2 separate regions of the Mus musculus genome follow, and region 1 is linked to region 2. A link is a contact called in public Hi-C data. All regions are on one chromosome and are shown on one strand. The core of a region is the stretch at or near the end of the contact, and the rest is flanking DNA. Distances in the headings are between cores, read along the strand shown.

Region 1 (3,400 bases), core at 462-2,961, 55 kb after region 2:
CTGGTCCAAGTCTGTGTGTTGTGGGGTATAACGGAGCCTCCTAATGCCCCAGAGTGTCACCAGGATCCTTGCTTACAGGTGTAACAAAGCAATTTGAGGGAAGGTGGACTTAATTTCATCTTACAGTACGAGAGGACACGGTTCACCAAGGAAGGGGAGGCTGCAGGAGCTTGGGACCGCTGGCCAGATGGCATCTGCAGAGAGAGAGAGACACGGATGTAGGAGTTCAACTCACTTTCTCCTATTTCACTTGATCCAGAATCCCAGCCCATGGGATGGGGTGGCTTGCCTTTAGGGTGGATCTTCTCACCTCAAGGAAGCTAATCTAAAACTCTTTCAGAGATATGCAGAGGGTTTTCTTCTAGGTGAAGAAGATCGTGCCGGCTTGACAGTGTCAACCACACTCAGTGATACCGAAAGCAACAGCTTGGTGGGAGGGAGCATCCAAGCAAGACTGGCATCTCTGACTCTGGGAGGAGTCATGAAGCATTTGGAATGGGTTTCAGAAGTGATACTAGTACTGCCAGGCTTGAAGATAGCTTGAGTCCAAAGAGCTAGATAGAACCCAAGTGGCCTGGATGGGCCCCTGGGTTGTGGGACGGGTAGGATGGGGCAGTGTCCACTGCAGGATGACTCAGCCCTCTTCTGGTGCTGAAATTCTTATAAGGCTTCCCAGAATCTCTTTAGACATCCCCTAAGTTCTACCATGTGCAATTTTTCTTACACCGGTGACTCTTTATATTCATTTGCAAAGACGGCAATCTCAAACCATCACGGGCTGGGTGGCTTGAGCAACAGAGATTTATAGTTCCGTGGAGCTGGGAACTCATCAAGGTGGGGCACACTCCTCCACTTCCTTGATCTGTTTCCCTTGAGGGTGGGAGTCGTGCACCTTGAGTTCTCCTGTGGAGCCATGCAGAGGGTAGCCTCGGGCACGGGCTTCACGTGCCCCCCCCCCCCCCCCACTTTACAAGCACGATGACTCATCATGCACAGATAGGCTTGCGTGTGTCCCATGACAGGGGTGGAGAGCTCTCTCTCTCTCTCTCTCTCTCTCTTCTTTCTTTCTTTCTTTCTTTCTCTCTCTCTCTTTCTCTCTTTCTTTCTCTCTCTCTCTTTCTCTCTCTCTCTTTCTCTCCTCTCTCTTCCTTCCTTTCTCTCTCTGTGTATGTATGTTAGAGAGAGGGAGAGACAGGGAGGGACAGAAAGAGAGAGGGAGGGAGGGAGGGGAGAGAGAGACAGAGAGAGAGAGAGAGATTGATTGTGTTTGATTTCAGAAAAGGGCTGTTAAGCAGAACCAACTGGAGCCTTGAGGGGTGGCCGCACCCAGACCTCAGCATGCACCGACTGGCACCTTTCTCATCTAAGCTCTTCCACAAGACGTTCTGCCTGGCTGAGTGGCTCGGTCACCAGAGGTGATGTGGAATGTGAGCCCAGCTCTGGAAAAATCAATCCGATGCATCTTTGTGGAGTGAAGAGAAAGCATAAAATATGAGTTGTCTTGGCCGAGTCAGCTGGTTTCTTTATGCTGTTTCCTGGGAGAGGAGCTACGTGTGGGGCCTCTATGCCCCAGACCCGCCCCCGAAGCACAACCCTACTTTCTCTGTGACTCTTGGAATCTGTTTGCCACTCTGAGAGATGTCAGGAGGACCGCTTTCAGCTTCCTGAGCTGTGAAGGGGACAGCTAACCCTGGGTAATCACAAGTTCCTAGCTTCTATCTGCAGTTTCCAGAAGGCAAGTCCGGGCCTGTGGAGAGCCTGTCTGCTGGGCTCATGCATGACTGAGTTTCTGGGCCATTCTGACCAACTGGAATACCGTTGCCCTCCTGATCAATGTCCTCCCACTGCGCCCCCACACCCACCTTCTAATCTTTCTGCAGTACTGTGTGCATAGTCCCACCTCTAGGCCCATGGCCTGGTGGTAATTCGATCCCAGGGGACATCTCTTTCCATCTACCTTGTCAAAGTCCTGCCCACCTGCCAAGGCTCAACCCCACCTCTGTAGCAATTTTGCATTTAATGGCCACCCTCATCACTTTATACCGTGAAGCATCTGTTGTGCTGTCGTGGTAGTGGAGTTGAAACTTATTTATATGACGCTCAGATGTATATTGAAATCTCATTTCTCTTATCTACAATCAAGTTTTCCTTCTGAGTGTGCACTCCCTGGATGTCAATAATGGCGGGCAGTTGCATAGGTTGGAACACTATTTTGTTCAATGTAATAAACTAACAGGTTCCTTTGGAAAATCACTCTCAGAATGTGTCCCTATACCTCCATCTCCCATTCCTCTGGAGGCTGGTGTAATGCTGGAGCCTGGTGGCAATGTAATAAAGGGATACTGTCCAGCCACTACAGCAACCTGTCATGGCAGCCCTGACTGTCAGGCAATGCAATAGCTTGCTCGGGCCCGTTCTCATCAGATTCCTCTCATTGATGGTCCTGCTTCCAGCTTCATTGGTGCTTAGAGATTCCTATGGATACAGCTGCTTCTACAGTGCAGATAGCTAACACCTGTATCCCAACACCCCCCTCTCCTTACCCCATGTGCATCTCTCTCCAGGGCACATGCAGATGCCTGGATACGTTCAAACTGTGCAGAAGAACATAGGACATCTCAGAGAAGATACGTATGGTAGTTTGGATGAAAACATGTTCTCCACAGGCTCATATATTTTAAAGACTTAGTCCCCAGCTGGTGATGTTGTTTGGGAGAGTTGTGGAACCTTTCGAAGGCAGTGGCTTACTGGAGGAAGTATGTCACTCATGGTGGGTTTCGAGAGTTTAAGTATGTCACGCAGGGTGGGTTTCGAGAGTTAATAGCCTTGACCTACTTCCAATTTGTTCTCTGTGTATGACTGGAGAGGTGATCTCTCAGCTTCCTGCTCCTGCTACCTGGCACTATGCCCACCCTGCTGTTGTGTCCAAATAGCAATAGCCACAGTGTGGTTCACAGACTCGGGTAATTGAATGCTTGGTCTCCAGTTGGTGGCGCTGTTTGGTGTTGTGGTATAGCATTGCTGAAGGAGGTTATGTCGCTGGGCCAAGCCTTGGGAATTCAAAGCCTCATCTCATTTCCAGCTCACTCTCTCTGGTTCAAGTTTATATTGAAGATGTCTTCTCCCAGCCTCCGTACCTATCACTTACTGTCTTAACTTTCTTCCGTGATGCAGATTCTTATCCCCTGAAACTGTAAGCCAAAATTAACTCTTTCTTCCCTGAGTTGCTCTTGATCATGGTGTTCTTTCACAGAAACAGAAAAGTAACCAATGAAGACAAGACTGGGAAACTGCTCCTACGTCCATGAGCAACGGGACATGGGATATCCTTGCAAGTGTGTGTGACCCACTGGATAGTGCAGCTGTGAGCTGTCAGCAGTCACAGGGAATGGTGCCAGCA
Region 2 (3,677 bases), core at 940-3,439:
CAGGGTTTCTCTGTATAGCTCTGGCTGTCCTGGAACTCACTTTGTCGACCAGGCTGGCCTCGAACTCAGAAATCCGCCTGCCTCTGCCTCCCGAGTGCTGGGATTAAAGGCGTGCGCCACCACTCCCGGCTGACTCTGTAAATTCTTACGGAGCCTGTATGTGGTAAGGTCTCAGTAGCACAGATCACAAATGATTTCCCAAATCTAATGTTTTTATATGAGAAATCGAACATGTTCCACTCCGTTATCAGCATGAGTACATATTTTACAGGAAAAAAACCCACAAAAACAAAACAAAAAAAAAAACACAAAACACCCAAATCAATGATAGGATTTCAAGTGTTCTCATCCCACAGGTTTTAGGCCTGTAACAGTTACACAGAACTCCGTAGCATAGAGAAGATGGTCTGGACCTCAATTTCAGAATAATTAATGGCATGATCTACCTAATTCTACCCTACAGTGCTGCATTACGTAATCGGAGGTTAGCTAGCTAGGGTAATCTACGTTGGTGATAGTATTCCAGAAGTTTGTATGTAAACATAGGCTTATTAAATGAAGATATCGGGTATCAGAGATCAAATGAAAACATGGAAGTGTTCTTTATTAGACCACATTCTGATTAAAGGGAGGTGAGAATGAATGTAGACACACTTACACATTGCAGAGAAGTAAAGAACTGTAGTCAATCTAGAACCAAGAAGATAACACCCTGAGAGCTTTGGTTGACGTTCCCTTGTCTACTGGAACTTAAAGGAGCCTTCCCAAGGTTTTTGGCAGAGCTGATCTTCCCACATGGGCTCCATTTTGGGAAATGATTTTAAAGCAAGGGGCAAGGCAGTTACCTCCTCAGGGAAGCCTTTAGCCACTGTGAGGCAGGGTCACAGGATAGATGACCAGTGAGTGAAGGCCTCAGGGTTCCTGGGAACAGCGTAGGTGGAGAGTGCAGCCTGCCCTGCCCTGCCCTCCGCTGGCTACAGGCTGTGCTGAACTCCGTGGTGGTCACGTGGGGGTGGACTCCGTTTACTCCAGCCTGTGCTCTGAGAGGTGCTTGCTGAGAACTCCTTAGTTTGTCCTGTAGAGCAAACATTATTCCTCCACAGGGCCACCAGGCAGGCTAGCTTTCTTCCCTGTCTCCAACTGAGTCGTTTGTGCTTTGTGCTGCTGTAGACAGTATTGGCACCTGTGATAAGTCTCAGAACCTTCCTAGTCCTCCAACTCTGGAAGGACAGTGTTAAAATATTGAGTGCTGTGAACCAAGGACACACATTTTACACTGAGAAAAATGAGGAGGGGACGGCAAGGGGGGCGAGCAGGGAACTGAAGACAGGCAGCTAAGATCCTGAGAGCTTAGCCCAGGGCAGCGCACCTCCAAACATTAGTTATGGGTACTTGGAGTTTGAGGCAAAACTAGCTCTGTTTTAGCAGTTCCTGTGTGAGCCTGTGCCCTTACCCCGTGCCTTACTTAATCTTGGCTCCTGGGCCTCTGAGGCAAGGCTTTGAAGCTCTGATCTGAGGCTAAATCCACTGTTTCCATCTTGTTCAGTACTAGCCTGGGGGGAAGGGGGGGGCCTCCTGGGGCTGATCTCCAGGCCACCTTACAGTGGGTAGAGATGGGGATGGGGGGCGACTGACCCAGGGCACCCACACTGTAGAGAAAGCACCCCTTCTCCAGGCCCGCCACTCCCTAGCAGTCAGTCTTAAGTTCCATGCTGACCTTGTTCTAACTGCCCAAGCCAGACAGGTCTCCAGGCAGAGGCACCTGGAACAATCCTGGCTTTGTTGCGAAGAAGAAGAATCTTGTCCCTGAATTTACAATCTGTTGCTCAGTGTCTAACCTCTCCAGCCCTGGAGACGGAACGGCACAGAGACTCTGGGAGAACGAGGCAGAGGGCAGAGGCCCACAGCTGGTGGTCAGCATTCGCAGCAACTCCCGCGTGTGAGGGAGGCAGGCAGGGATTCGGGGCGCGCGGGGCGCCACCGGGGCGCAGGCGGTTCGGCCGTTCCTACTGCGGGCCTGGTCTGAGGTTTCTCCCCGCGATGGGCTCACTAAGCCGGCAGGTAGGCAGTGCCGTGGCGGCGGCAGCAGGCGGTCCTGGAATGTGCGAGGGGCGTGATGACAGCGACTGCCGCCGGCCTCTTTGCGCAACACCTTCGCTGTATATATACCGGGCGCTCAGCTGCGCTCCACCTGGGTGCCTCCTGCTGTCCCTTACCTGCGAAGGGAGCGCTGGTGAGTACACCGGTCGGCCGCTACCGCCGGCTGCTTCTGATCTCAAGGACCTACACTGAATTTTTAAGTGACTTCATTCTTGTAGACACCCCTAAGGGACTTGACTGGCTCTGGGCTGCAGAGGAGGATATGAGAGCACATCATCTTAAACTTTCAGATTTTTTTTAAAAGATGGTTGTGATTGCTGTCAGGACAACTCTTAGAACTAGTGTAGGTGGACATGCCTCACCTGCTAGCTGTGTCTGTGGCTTGGGGTGGGAGGATCTGCCGGGCTGGCCTCATGCTTGGTCTGGGTTACTACCCGTGTGACTCCCTGACGTGCAGTGGCCCTCTTCATGACACCTGGGTCTTTTCCTGCAAGTTCTAGGTTTGCTCTGGCTGCTGGAGGATGCAGACCCTTCTGGGGGGACTTGGCCAAAAGCTTTTGCCCTTCAGATGTCTTGAGCAGGATTTGATTTCTGGTTCTTAAGGCAGAGGGATATGCACAGGGTCGGAGGAGACAGTATGCTCAAGCCAGAGGAGGAGTGCCCGTTTTGGAGTTAAAGTTCCAGAGGGACAGGTGCCTGCCATAGGTACTGTGGGCATTTTCTTAAAACCCGTGGATCATCGGTCCTGTACTTTGGGGGCGGGGGGAGGTCCTTTCAGGAGAGTTTTGTGCTAGCAGGGTGGCTCTGTCATCTGTCTGCTTTCCTGTCTTGTAGACTGAAACTTGTTCTCAGTTAGGCATTTCTGGAAAACCTGAGCCTCCCCACAGTAAGCATTGTTTGGGACTAGGAGACCGTCTTATCCTATGCCAGCTGATAATGACCTTTTCTGTTTTACAAGCTTTTGTAAGCCGGGGCAAGAAGGGCAGGCTTTGTAATAGTTTTGGATGCTACACAAGTTACCTCCCTCCCTTACCCCTCCCCTACCCCTCCAGGGTACCACGACTCAGGCACAGAATAGCCTGAGTTTATGAAAAAGAAAACAACAAAACAAAACACCCCAAAACAGTATTTGAGGGATCTGATTTGGAGTATACTAGATTTCAATAAAGATTGTCGCATACATAGGTTTACAAATTTAGCTTTTAACTCCCCCAAACAGGGCAGAATAGTTACAGGTCAACTAACTGACAGCCTAAGGATTGAACTCAGAATCTTATGCTTCGTAGTGGCTGTTCTGAGCTACATAGCTAGCCTTTGGGTTTTTGAGATGGAGTGTTGTGTAGGTCCTATTAGTCCTTTTTTAAAAAGATATTTATTTATTATATGTAAGTACACCGTAGCTGTTTTCAGACACACCAGAAGAGGGTGTCCAATTTCATTACAGATGGTTATGAACCACCATGTGGTTGCTGGGATTTGAACTCGTGACCTTCAAGAAGGGTAGTCAGTGCTCTTAACTGCTGATCCATCTCTCCAGACCTCCAATTAGTCTTGAATTAGTTAGGTCTCCGCCTCCC

What was found. Hi-C and Micro-C count contacts between places; a contact is called where the count stands out from the background.
Region 1: a contact with region 2 is called in a Hi-C map of nephron progenitors, with 1.6 times the contacts expected there. The contact joins the enhancer-like site here to the promoter of Slc34a2 in region 2. A contact is called at or near these places in 11 of 484 Hi-C or Micro-C datasets (the Patski cell line, brown adipocytes, embryonic stem cells and 5 more), 2 of 115 datasets of contacts at active chromatin or transcription factors (embryonic stem cells and intestinal villus epithelium) and 3 of 9 other capture datasets (adipose tissue, liver and pancreatic islet).

What each region holds. Positions count from the first base shown.
Region 1 is chr5:53,102,945-53,106,344 of GRCm38.p6, forward strand. No RefSeq gene overlaps it. Among named protein-coding and RNA genes, the nearest start is that of Gm17182, 55 kb to the left of the region's middle. Within about 2 kb of position 1,712, at least 17 of the 459 cell types and tissues checked have an H3K27ac peak or open chromatin away from gene starts, as enhancers often do. A contact at or near this core is called in extraembryonic ectoderm, intestinal villus epithelium and nephron progenitors, where this site is marked.
Region 2 is chr5:53,047,164-53,050,840 of GRCm38.p6, forward strand. Slc34a2 (solute carrier family 34 (sodium phosphate), member 2) reads left to right here and starts at 2,190. Exons shown (of 13, transcript NM_011402.3): 1 at 2,190-2,233. It overlaps Gm17182 (predicted gene 17182), which reads right to left and starts at 2,192. Exons shown (of 2, transcript NR_166509.1): 1 at 1,718-2,192; 2 at 579-1,075.